Regions from separate parts of the Rattus norvegicus genome. Here region 2 is linked to region 1. A link is a contact called in public Hi-C data. All regions are on one chromosome and are shown on one strand. The core of a region is the stretch at or near the end of the contact, and the rest is flanking DNA. Distances in the headings are between cores, read along the strand shown.

Region 1 (6,132 bases), core at 2,177-4,676:
TCCTGCATCAGTCACAGGCCTTCTGGGCCTCCAGGAAAAGCCCTCTGGCCTGAGAAAATGGCTGCAGGACTGGCTAGAGTTTGCCAGGCTTGTCCTGCTTACATTACAGTGCTGCTCTCTGAGGCTGCAGCAGACTGTCTGTCCTCAGCTGTGTTGGTCTCCTGAACCTGAGGAAGTATCCTCCGGGCAACAACAAAGTGTCCAAAGCAGCCAGGCTGCCAGGAAGGCCATCTGACCAGTCAGTAGGGAAGGGACTCTTGGCTGCCAGGCAGAGGAGAGCCTGTCAAACAGTCTGCTCCTGGTTTTTAGTCATTATCAGAGAACATTAAAATAATGTTTAGAATTGACTTCATAATAAAGACAACAAAACCTCAACACAGAACTAGCAGCCTTAATAGCATTTATCGGTTCTTAACAACATATAATAGTGTTTAAACGCCTATGTCAGTGCCCTAGGGAGAGAGGTTGATCTAATCTCTCTCATGTGGACTGGGGCCTCAAGCAACTTGGAGACCCCAAGATCTCTATCTAAACATTTGCTTTCTTAAAATTAAAGATAACTTTATCGACAAGATGGCTGTCATGAGTAAACTGGGTCGGCTACCAAACCTGGTGACTCCAGTTCAATCCCTGGGTCTCACATGGTAGATGGGAGGAACCAGCTCCTGCAAGCTGACCTCTGACCTCTGTGTGCACACTGCGATGCACATGTGCACTCGTGTGCACACAAAATATGTAAAAAGCAAATTAAATAACCTTTCTTGTTACGGACGCACTGGTGCTCATGAGTATAAGTTGCAAAAGACAGTAAACCAGAAGAGAGTACCACAGTTCCACTGAGACATAGACGGACTGTGGACCTGGCTCAGTGGTTAAGCGCACTGGCTGCCCTTGCAGAGGATCCGGGTTCAGTTTAGTTCCCAGCACCCACAAGTAGACTCACAACCATCCATAACTCCAGTTCAGGGGATCTGACACCCTCTTCTGACTTCCTCGGACATCAGGCACACAGCAGGTACACATACATTCATGCAGGCAAATATATACCATAAAATAATAATTTAAAAAAATAAAAAAGGGGGTTGGGGATTTAGCTCAGTGGTAGAGCGCTTGCCTAGCAAGCGCAAGGCCCTGGGTTCAGTCCCCAGCTCCGAAAAAAAGAAAAGAAAAAAAAATAAAAAAGAAACAGACTCTTGGTGCTAACTTTTCTTCCCGTGAACATGCCCTGGTATCCTACTGACCCCTCACTTCTGTATTCAGTTTCACTACTCGAGAATATATCTGGAGGTAGACAAGATGGCCCAGCAGGTAAAGGTGCCCACCTCATTTGGGGGTGGAACTGTCCAAACCATTCAGACACCTGAACATAAATGACGTAGCTGGTCACACTGTGTGCAGTTCGCATCCTCAGAGGATTCCCACCCATTACTGAGATGGCAGTCCCTCACATTCTGCAGGCTGGAGGGCAAGCCTGCCTTTTTCTTTCTTTTGGGTTGCCCTTTCCTGCTTATGGATAAAGCTTTCTCATTTCTGTAAACTGTTCATTCACTGTTGTACAAAGCTCAGAAAGCGTTAAAGGGAAGGTAAAAAAGTCTTATTCCCACTTTCCACCCACCTCACTTCTGCACCCTCCATTCCGAAGCAGCTGTGAACACACTTTCTTGCTTTTGCTTCTTTTTCACTTAAAGGGGGCATGATAAACACACTGACCCCTTTATGGTTCTTAAAACACTCTGTCTGGATGTCTGAACTTGCAGAGTGTGAACTAATTGGCTGAGCTTGGAAAGCCCCTGCAGGCCCCAGAGGTTAACAGGACAACAGGCCCCAGAGGTTAACAGGGCCTTCAGTCAGTTACAGTGGAAACAGGGCCAGGAGGGACCAACCCAGGTGTAAGTAAAGTAGGCAGAAAGCAGGTGTTGGCAGGTAAGGCAGACTTCACGTAGCCATCCCTTCCTGAGGATGCTGTGTTCCTCATGGACACAGACACCTTTCCTCAGGTACTTGCTAATTACAGTCTAGATGCAGGATTCCTAGTCTCTGCTGGCCCTAGGGAAATGGGGAGTCCAGTGGGTAGAGGTTTGTGACAAGGGCTGTCCTTGTCACAAACCTCTACCCATCCTCACACTAGCTGACACAAAGCTTTTCTCCCGACCTCTACTTCCCTTTGGGGAAACAGACCTCATCCCATTAACTTTAACTGGTATTGAACATGCCAGACATGGGCGCTGGTCCTTTGTGGCCCTTTGGCTAAACGTGCAGTAAGAAAGTCTCTGTGTCCCCTGGTGTTGCAGGAGTCGTGCAGCATCTGCAGAATGGCCAGCTGCTGAGGGACATCTATCTGAGGAAACACAAGCTTCTGCCGAACAACTGGTCCTCAGACCAGCTTTACCTAGAGACCACGGGGAAGAGCCGCACCCTGCAGAGTGGGCTAGCCTTGCTCTATGGCTTCCTCCCAGAGTTCGACTGGAAGAAGGTCTACTTCAAGCACCAACCAAGTGCTCTGTTCTGCTCTGGAAGCTGCTACTGCCCGCTAAGAAACCAGTATCTGGAGAAGGAACAGCGACGCCAGTACCTGCTCCGTCTGAAGAACAGCGACCTAGAGAGGACCTACGGGGAGATGGCCAAGATCGTGGACATCCCCACCAAGCAGCTCCGGGCGGCCAACCCCATCGACTCCATGCTCTGCCACTTCTGCCACAATGTCAGCTTCCCCTGCAGCAGAAGTGGCTGCCTTGGCATGGAGCACTTTAAGGTGATCAAGACGCACCAGATAGAGGATGAGCGAGAGAGGCACGAGAAGCTCCTGTACTTTGGGTACTCCCTCCTCGGGGCCCACCCCATCCTGAATCAGACGGTTAACCGGATGCAGCGCGCTGCCTTGGGCTGGAGGGACGAGCTGTTCACCCTCTACTCTGCTCACGACGTCACCCTGTCACCCATCCTCAGTGCCTTGGGTCTTTTGGAAGCCAGGTTCCCAAGGTTTGCTGCCAGGCTGGTTTTTGAGCTCTGGCAAGACCGTCAAAAGCCCAGCGAGCATTCCGTCCGGATTCTTTATAATGGGGCTGACGTCACCTTCCACACCTCCTTCTGCCATGACTTCCACAAGCACTCTCCCAAGCCCATGTGTCCTCTGGAGAACTTGGTCCGCTTTGTCAAAAGGGATATGTTTGTAGCCCTGGATGGCAGCAGTACTAACTATTACGATGCATGCCACGGGGAAGGGGCCTAAGAGGTACTCAGCACAGCCGCGTCTGCTTGCTGGTTCTGTCTGTTGCTAAGATGTCAAGGTATGGAGTTCTAACGGTGCAGATTAGGTGGGGTGATCATGCTCATGGGCGAGACAAACGGGAACACATACCGTATACTACTTGGTACAAAATAGCCGGTTCACAGAGGAAGGAAGGCACGTTCTCACAGCCGTGCGCAGCTTAGAATGCCAGCATTCGGCTCAGCACTCACAGTTGCCAAGCCAACCTTATATAACTTTTGGCCTGCCATGAACCAGCAAACCTCTGCCAAAGTCCTCTTAATCTCGGACATTCACCTTCACCTTGTGTGGAAATTTTCCCAGAGGAACGAGTTCAAAGTGTGCCCGGCAGCCTTTGTCTGGAGGGACCACAAGATCACTGTCTTAGACTTGGTAGCCCTAAAGGTCACGGAGAATCTCTCCCTGTCAGATCTTCTCGGCTGTGCGCTGGTTGGCCATATGTAAGTGGGCAGAATAGGCGGCAGCCAGCTCTGGCCGCTGGCTGTTTGCTGACTCACCTTGAAGAGCAGCCTGTGCCGTTGGACTCCCGCTCCTTGGGAGCCAGCGGGGCCGCAGTGCGGCAGGTCCTTTGGGAGCGTCTGCTAGAAGCACAGGGTTGGGTCAATGGCCCTGGGTGAGAAAGCGCGTAGGAATAACTATTACAGCACTTGATGCTCATGAGGATCATGGCACAAAATAGCTTTACGTGTGTCTTAGGTGTTTGTCTGCTGTAGTCTACTGGCTGCAAACTGCTGGGCTTTTGTATCCCATTTAGTATTTTTATAGTCTAGGAAAATATTTTCTGAGACCAGTTTTAGATGTGTTCAGATTCCTATAGAAATATTCAATTTACTGCACCTGCTTGGTGGTTGGAAGGAGGCCAAAAGCTCAATTTGGACACTCTCTCTTTTTTCCCCCTCCGAAAATAAATAACTAATGACTCATTCCTTTTGACAAGCTGTAGAATTAGGTCCATTTTTAAACCATTTTCGTCTATTTCAAATGCCAAATTCCAATCGATTTTTAAAGAGGTTTCTAGAAAAAAATTGTTATTCCATAGTTAAATAATCTTTCTAAAATGTTTTATATATCAGGCGTGATCACAACTGACTGCGTGGTTCCTCGGTCAATGGTGCTAGCTCGTTCTGAAGACAGGGCCATGTGGGCGGCATTGGTTCTGCAGCATCGGCACGCCAGCCTTCCTCTTCCTCTGTGTCTGGTGTTGCATTGGAACACGTTTTGTTTTTAGAAATAAAAAATTTTGAATTCTTAGCCTGTACAACTCATGGTGTGTATCTGTTCACCCCCCAGGTTCTTTACAAGGGAGAAGCAGTGTTTTAAAATTTCACTTTAACTGCTTGACATAGCCCTGAAAACTGTACACCCCACCCCACCCCGTCTCTCTCTCTCTCTCTCTCTCATATATAAAGCCTATTCGGGTTTCTTTCTCCTACTCACAAGCTGTCTGATTTAGAACTGCTAAACACAGCTTGAAGATTTAAAAATAAAAGTAAAAAGAGGGAATTTTAAAAACACCAACTCATGATACTCTTACTCTGTTGTAACAGTGAGTATTTTGGATAAGAGCCAACATCAAAGTTCATAGAAGACGGTTTTACCTCCTGAGACACTGGCAGCTCAAAGGGCAGAGTTCTAAAAACCTTCATTCCACAGCGGATTAATTTTAATGCAAAATGTGAGGCCGACTCGTATGCACGTGCACTCCCAGACCTTGGAATCTTGGAATTGATCTAATGGCATCACTCATGACTGGTCTGGGAGCGCACACGTATGTAGCTAGCGTCATGTTTTTATATTAAAATGAATATGCTCTGGAAAATAATCCTGAGTAACAACTTCCAAAGTGAAGCTCGGCCTTATAGGGAAGAAGCAATCTCGGGTTCAGTTGAGCCTCAGTTTCTCCCACTCTGCTCTCTCCACACACTGGAGCGGGTGTGCACGGGCTTTCCGGCCACACAGGGAGCAATCGATTCTGCAGCTGGATGCCTTCCAGTTCCGTCCTGAGATATGTATGTACCTATGGTGTCAGAGCACCGGTTGAGCACCCAAAACTGTCACACACAATAATCTTCAGTTGGCAGGTTTTGCCTGTGCCTCTGACCAACTGGCCATGAATTTATGTCCGCTCACCTCCATCCCCTGGGCTCGAGCCATCGCAGAGCTTCAGGGAAACAGCAGCTTATTACACGGGGTGTTGCTGAGGAAGAGATGCATATGACGTGGGGGAGGGTACAGGGCTTCCAACGCTGTCTTGCTGTCTTGCTGAGCCATGGTCTATTAATTTCCTGTATCTAGCTGCCCAGCTCTCCAAGCCCGGTCCGTTGGGTTTTATGAAGACTTCATCACATGGGCATAATTGATTATGCTTTTGGCCACTTGGTGATCAGTATGGCTTCGGCCCCTCCCATCTCCGAAGGTTGAGGGATGGGCCTCAATGTTCCATGCTCTGATCTTGGTCTCAGAGCTATCTAGAGGCCACCTGTATGAGGATACTTACTGTAGCATGCGAGAGAAACGATGTTAGAAATCCTAAGGAGTTTATAGAAAGGTGGACCAACATCAGATAAGGCACGATACACAGCCTCTGAAACCGTGTACTGTTCCGTGTACTGTGAACTGTTGGACAACCATTGCTCTGAAATTTTCTATGTGGTTGCCCAAATATGGATAGCTTAAAAGTAGGAACAAGGTCATTCTAGATCTATTGTTACAGAACTTGGTTTTAAGGGCATATTTTTAGGGGGCTGGGAAGATGACTCAGTGGTTAAGAGCACTTGGTCCTCTTCCAGAGGTCCTGGGTTCAGTTCTAAGCACCTACATGGTCATATGGTGTGTGTTCCCAACTCTGGTTCTCCAGATGTGAC
Region 2 (6,132 bases), core at 1,398-3,897, 64 kb before region 1:
CTGGAGGCTGGAATCTGAGTGTAGGAAGGACAAAGGAGCAGGCAAGAAGGAGCTGCGGAGGGAGGGTGGGAGTCGCTGGTACCTTGCTAGTTCTCTGGTTTATGGCCACCCAGGGGCATAGTTTGCTGCTCTAGCAGATGAGTAATGATGGTGACAGGCGCTGTTTTGCAGAAGTTCGTGACACTGTGCTGGGTTGGGGCTTGTCCTGGTCAGGACTCTCTTGGTTGCCAGGGCCAGAGAAACAGAATTTTTATTTCACTTGGAGGATAGTAAGGGATATTTGGAGCATGTATTTGGATAACCAGTATTAACGCTGGTGTCCAGCATGAGAGGAATCTGCTCGCTCGTCCTTCCTGCTTGAGGATGTCTGGGAGCTACACTCTTTGGCACTACCTCCCCAGCTGTTAGCCAAGTGGCTCCAGCCGCCTCAGGCAGACGCCCATTTCATCACTGCAGAGGAAGGCTTGACGTGCTTCTCTGTAGGGACCTCTCCTTTTCCCTCCCCTGGAAACTCTTCCCTTTAAAGGTCCTCAGGAAAGGAGGTAGGGTGCTTTCTCCAGAGTGGAAAGGATGTCGAAGTCTTCAGGGAATAGAGGAGGAGGGAAAGAGGCTGGAGATGCTGGAAGTGATGCCGGGATGATCGTGGTATCAAGTGTTAACCTAGATTGCAGGAGGGTGCAAAGATAGAACCCCTAAGAGCTCTGTGGAGGAAGACATAATCAGAGATGCCTGTTCCCACGTCCAGTGTGTGCACTTCCAGGAGAATGCCCCAGTCAACAGGAAGCGTGGCAGATCTTTGTAGAGAAATGGTGCCTGAGTTACCTTTCATTCTCTTGTGATCGTATTGAATCTAAGACTGTCCACATATCCCACGTGAAGGATGAGTACATAGCCAAGAAAGGGATCGGACCCCTATGGGTTACAGAAGTCATGACACAGAACTAACATGGGCTCAATCCAGAAGAACAAAACCAGGCCTGGGTAGTTTGCAGAGAGAGAGAGGCTGGTTTTGTGTTGGAGGAAGAGTTGTGAGCCTGGGTCTGCTGGAGACTCCTGTGGTCCTGAAAGGGTGGTAGACTTGAGAGAAAGCAAAAAGTGTCTGGGGTCAAAGTTCCAGGCCTGAAGCTGACATGGCCTACACTTTTTTTTCTGATTTATTTTTATTTTTATTTATTTATTTATTTACTTTTTGCTTTGGGCTAGTGTGGATAGAGTTGTCTGGCATCTGTGGCCTGTGTGACTTGTGAAGGAGTGGAATTTGGAATTAGAACTGTCAGAATCTGTGGAGGGAAGGAGGAGATCATGTTGGGTAGGATGCCTGGACTGTGGAGGTCCTTGAGGGCCAGCCCAAGTAGGAATTTAAGGGGGAGTGAGATGTTGTACTCATGTCTTGGAGAAAAGGTGTCAATAGCACTCAAGGCAGAAGCAGGCTGAAGGCAATGTTGAGTCTGGGTAGCACGGTGAGAGGGATAGAATTGGCTAGTAGCTAGTGTCCTCAGGTAAGTGCCAGCTGGCCATCAAGGCATTGGACAGAGAAGGCATCCCACCCAGATGGCTGTACCACGGGGTGTAAATGGAATTCAGACCAAGGAAGTAGAATCTAGCTGATTTGAGGGGGGGGGGGGAAAGTTGGAGGTAAATATAAATATGTGTAAGTTATTAGGTGTTTTGATTTAGTTATTATCGAACGAGTTAGGGGAACATCAAGTGATGTGCTGCCCCGGAACCTTTCACCCTTGTGATAGCATTGAATCTAGGACTGTCCACATATTGGAAATAGTGGCTAATTGCACCTATTTTGCTCAGGTTCAGTCGAGAGAAGCACAAGGGTAGCACTGTAGTCCTGGAACTGACAACAAAGACAATCTCACAATTGCGGTTGGTGAGATCCTTCTCTGATGGCATTTGAAAAAACAAAAACAAAAACAAAAAAAACCCATAAAACATAAAACAACATAGCATTGCAGAATGAGTCCTGCGCGGGTCCTCGGTGGCGGCCAGCCCTAGGGCCATGCAGGAACGCCCCCAGACTCAGCCGCGCCTCTCAAGGGTGCCTACAGGCCTTTAGGGACGAAACTACAGCGAGGTCTAGAGTACACAGGCCGGATGTGGCCCGCGCCGGAAGAGAAGCGCGGGACAGGCGCTTGGGTGGAGGTGGCACGGTGGCTAGGATCTTGACAGTTTTGAGTCCGCGCGGCACCGGAGCACGCACTTCAGCGATTAGATCCGCGGCGCGGAGTCAAGCACGCAGTCCCACAGCACCCACGCCAAGGCTGGGACGGGTCTAGGGCCGTGTCCCGGGCCATGGTACCCTCCCAGGTCCTAAGTCCGGCGTAGGGAGAAGCACAGGCCTTGTGCGCTCCGAGTGCGCGTGCTTTCCACGACCCGGACGGCACGCCCGGAGCCTGTCCGGATGGCAGTTTGGACACTCCGAGACCGTGTCCGCTTCCAAGGCCCGGAGTGCCGGTCGCCGCAGCCCGCAGGTCCCGCACCGCCGCTTGCGGGGCGGAGCTCCAGGGCGCCCTGAGCGCGTCGGGCCGGGCAGGGACCCGGCGGGCCCGGCAGGGGGCGCTGCGGAACCCTGAGTCCGGCGGCCTGTGCGCGCCACCGCCGCCTGCACTCCCGCCAGGAGGAGCTGGCTGCCGGCGGAGAACCCTACGCAGAGCAACGGAGGCCCGGACCGTAGGCGGTGAGTGCGTCGCGCGCCGGGCCCCAGCGGTTGTGAAGCTCCTCGCAGGGCGGGCTTGTGTCTGGGGTCTCGGGGTGGCGACCCCAAAGAGGTCTCCGTGATGCGGGGATCGGGAGGCAGGGGCGGGCTTCCAAGCCGCGGGTGTGATCCCCACCAACAAGCTCTTTCCCTTATCTACGCGCTCCCCAGTTTCCACCTCTCCCCACGCCCCTCCCCGCGTCGAGGGTCCCAGTCCCTCCGATCCGTCTCCCCTTTCTCAGCCCTGCACCCTAGAAGCCTGCCCACACACCCCCTTTTCTCCCGCAAGCCCTCCCACGCCTACCTCCTCCGGTTGCCTGACGCTCGCCTCTTCCCTCCCCGCTCTGCTCTTACGGTCCCCGCCGCCACCCCAACAGGGTCCCACTATGCCCCCGCGCCCCTGCTGAGCGACGCAACGGGAATCTGAGCTCCGGGGTCCCCCTTCTCCCGACTGTCCCAAAGCAGCGGTGTCCAGGTAAAAGGCAGCTGCAACTTCACGGCCTGCCCCCGGGGGTGGGGCTGGTGCTTCTTCAGCTACCTGTGGTCCGCGGCGTCAGAGCCCAGGGCCCAGCCGAGGGCCACTTCACACATGCAGGTTAAGCTTGCTCTAATGATCTGCTTAGGACAGTGTGCTTACTTCGTTGCTTTTGCTTGGTGAACTTGAATAGGTTTCGATTTCTAAAAAAGAAGCCGGCTTTGCCACACACAAATATGGAGCAGGTTTTCTTTGCGGCTGCGACTGGCTTTCAAGTAGTACCTGTGTATGGGGAAGGTTTGGTGATGTTGGGGGAATGGAGCCATATCTCCACTCTCACTCACCACGGCTCTGGAAAGCACAAGGGAATGTAACTGTACCCTCTTGGGTGGGCCAGTGTCTTTGTGGGAAGGCAAGGATGCTTTCTAAACATTCAACAGGTAAAACCAGTTAAGAATTTGGATCAGATCTGGTGTGGATAGGGAAATGTGGGGTGAGTGACCAAGGAGGGGCCCTGGGAGAGTTCCACTGCTTAGGGACATTTGTTGCTCTTTGCGACAGGCCCCGGGGCTGGACCCTGACTATGGAATAGACAGTGCTGAGCCCAGCCTACCCTCTGGAACTGTCGGTCGGGCTTGGCACCAGCCCCCTCCTCAGAGGTGTTGGTGCCCTGTGGTGACATCTGTGGGAAGAGGATTTAAAGCAGATGGCTTGGAAAGCCTCCTGGTCCCCGGAGAGAAGTGGAGATGGCATGGTGACAGCCAGTGTGTGCATTCACCCCTTCCCTTCTGGGGTCTTTCATTAAGTTTTAGATTAAATTAATTGCCTATTCAGAGAAAGAACATATAAAGGGTATTTCTCTTTTAGGATTGGCTCTGGGCCAGTCCACCCTCACAGATACCTTTGAGAGACTGCAAATGTGTACCAGTGGCATTGTGGACCACCTGGAGTACAGCACTCTGGGCTGTGGAATCGCCCCCTCTGAATCTGTGGTTTTTCTTTGATGGCTCTGGTGATTAGTTCAATATTCCTTTACTATTGAATAGATAGGTAATTAGCCAAGAACAGAGGGGGGTTCAGCAGGGCCCTTCTGAGTGTTCACAGATTCCTGTATGAATCTTCTTGTCCTCACAGTGATAGGCAGCTCTCAGGAGTCCTTCTGGCTAGGAATACCTGCGGGACTCCGGTGGACCTTAGGACCTGACCAGGTGCCCCTGCCTGGTATTCAATGTTTTTGTTTTGTGTTTTTTGTTTGTTTGTTTGTTTTTTAAATTTTTGTGCATCAGTCTTGAGCGTACAACCCATGCCCTCCACTGGGCTGCAGTGTTTTCAAAATGTCCCTTAATTCAACAGATTTGAATATACATGTATATAAATGTTAAAGTTTCTCTTGCTGGAGACAGATTTACTGTCTGGTAAGATGGGGAGTGAAGGGGCGAATAGAAAGTTTAATTTCTAGGTCAGGCTCTGACAGCTGGGCCTGTCCCTCAATGAAGACTCCAGACTTTTAAGTAGGAAAGAGTTTTCTTCATCCTAGAAATAGGAATGGGAAGGTAATGGGCATTCTGGGGGGTGGGGGCGGGGAAGGCTGCCTACTGAGAGGTGAAAAGTCCACCAAGACTTATCCTGCAGGCCCTGGGCTGAGGCCCTAGCTTCTGCATACTATTCTCATTCATTCATTCATTCATTCATTCATTCATTCATTCATTATTCTGGCTGGCCTGGAACTCTGTGTAGACTAGGCTGACCTCAAACTCAGAGATCTACCTGCCTCTGGGTCCCAAGTACTGGGGTTAAAGGCTTGCACGCCACACCTGGTAACCCTGGCTTCTTGGTCATCCTCCACCCCTGCTGTTGATGGAGGAAGCTGCTGAGGAGATGGGGTCCCTTGCAGAACCGCCCCCACCACTTCAGGCTGTGCTGCTCTCACTCTGGTGGGTGCTGCCCGCTCCAGAGCTGGTTCTTGTGGCAACCCCGGAGTGCCCTTGCATGCACATTTCTGGGAGTGTGTTTTACAGTCCTGCTGGGGCAGGGACTCCAGTGTTGGGGAGAATTGCTTTGGTCAGTCAGGAGTAGCTTTGCCCTAGGCAGAGGAAGCAAAGTCCGGCTCTTCATCATGTGAAAGGCTAATCTGAGGAAGAGCATACCCAGAGTCCCCACTTGGGTGGGGAGTCAGAGTAGGACTTGGTTGTGGGAACCTGTGCTGCCCTGGTTGCCATTAGCTTATCTCCCTCACCCAGACTGTTTCTGTTCAGGCTTGGCTGTTACCCAGAATTCCTGCAGCTGGCAAAGATCTGTTTTTCTAGAAGGGGTTTAATTAACGCCTGCAGTTTGAGAGTGAGAAAGGAAGGGGAGGGGGAGAAAGAGAGATGCTACTGTATGCGGGGGATGGGGGGAAGAAGAGAAGAGAATAGTGGAGGCCTGAGAATCTAGGAGAGAGTTCAGCTCCAGGTCTTGTCCCCAACAGGACTCTGGTTGGTAGGTAAGAAATACGCCCACACGCTGGTGTAGGGGGAGTTACTGTTTAGTGGCAAAATCACTGAGCTAGAGGAAAATGAGCTCACAGTGATCTCGAGAAAAGTTTTCTGGGCTCACCATTCTGGTTCTTAAAAGACCCGGGAAGCCATCTACAAAATGGACATGACCAGATGGGGAAACACTTGATTGTTGTAAGCTTGTGTCAGGAGTATGCTCCGGGGATCTGATCCACTGAGCCAAATTGGTCAGGGGTTTAGCCTGGGGAGCCACTTCACTCTGGAGATGCTGTGGGAACTGTCTAGTAGAGGACTGGGCACTTAGGGAGTGAGCAAGAGACTAGCCTTCAGTGGGAGAGAGGCAGCCAGTCAGAACTGGGTCCAGTGGTACAGACCCGCTTAGAACTACCAAGTCAGCCTCTAGGGGGCACCTGTGAGCCCAGGATGCACCGCAGGATTTACTCTGGGTCCAGAAG

What was found. Hi-C and Micro-C count contacts between places; a contact is called where the count stands out from the background.
Region 2: a Hi-C map of hepatocytes shows a contact between it and region 1, with 1.8 times the contacts expected there. The contact joins the promoter of Pxylp1 here to the enhancer-like site in region 1. A contact is called at or near these places in 9 of 12 Hi-C or Micro-C datasets (the Rat2 cell line, Schwann cells, frontal cortex and 5 more).

What each region holds. Positions count from the first base shown.
Region 1 is chr8:106,297,690-106,303,821 of GRCr8, reverse strand. It overlaps Pxylp1 (2-phosphoxylose phosphatase 1), which reads left to right. Exons shown (of 6, transcript NM_001007710.1): 6 at 2,292-4,519. The coding sequence ends at 3,229. Among named protein-coding and RNA genes, the nearest start is that of Pxylp1, 64 kb to the left of the region's middle. Within about 2 kb of position 3,426, at least 16 of the 93 cell types and tissues checked have an H3K27ac peak or open chromatin away from gene starts, as enhancers often do. A contact at or near this core is called in hepatocytes, kidney and liver, where this site is marked.
Region 2 is chr8:106,361,118-106,367,249 of GRCr8, reverse strand. Pxylp1 (2-phosphoxylose phosphatase 1) reads left to right here and starts at 2,647. Exons shown (of 6, transcript NM_001007710.1): 1 at 2,647-2,689.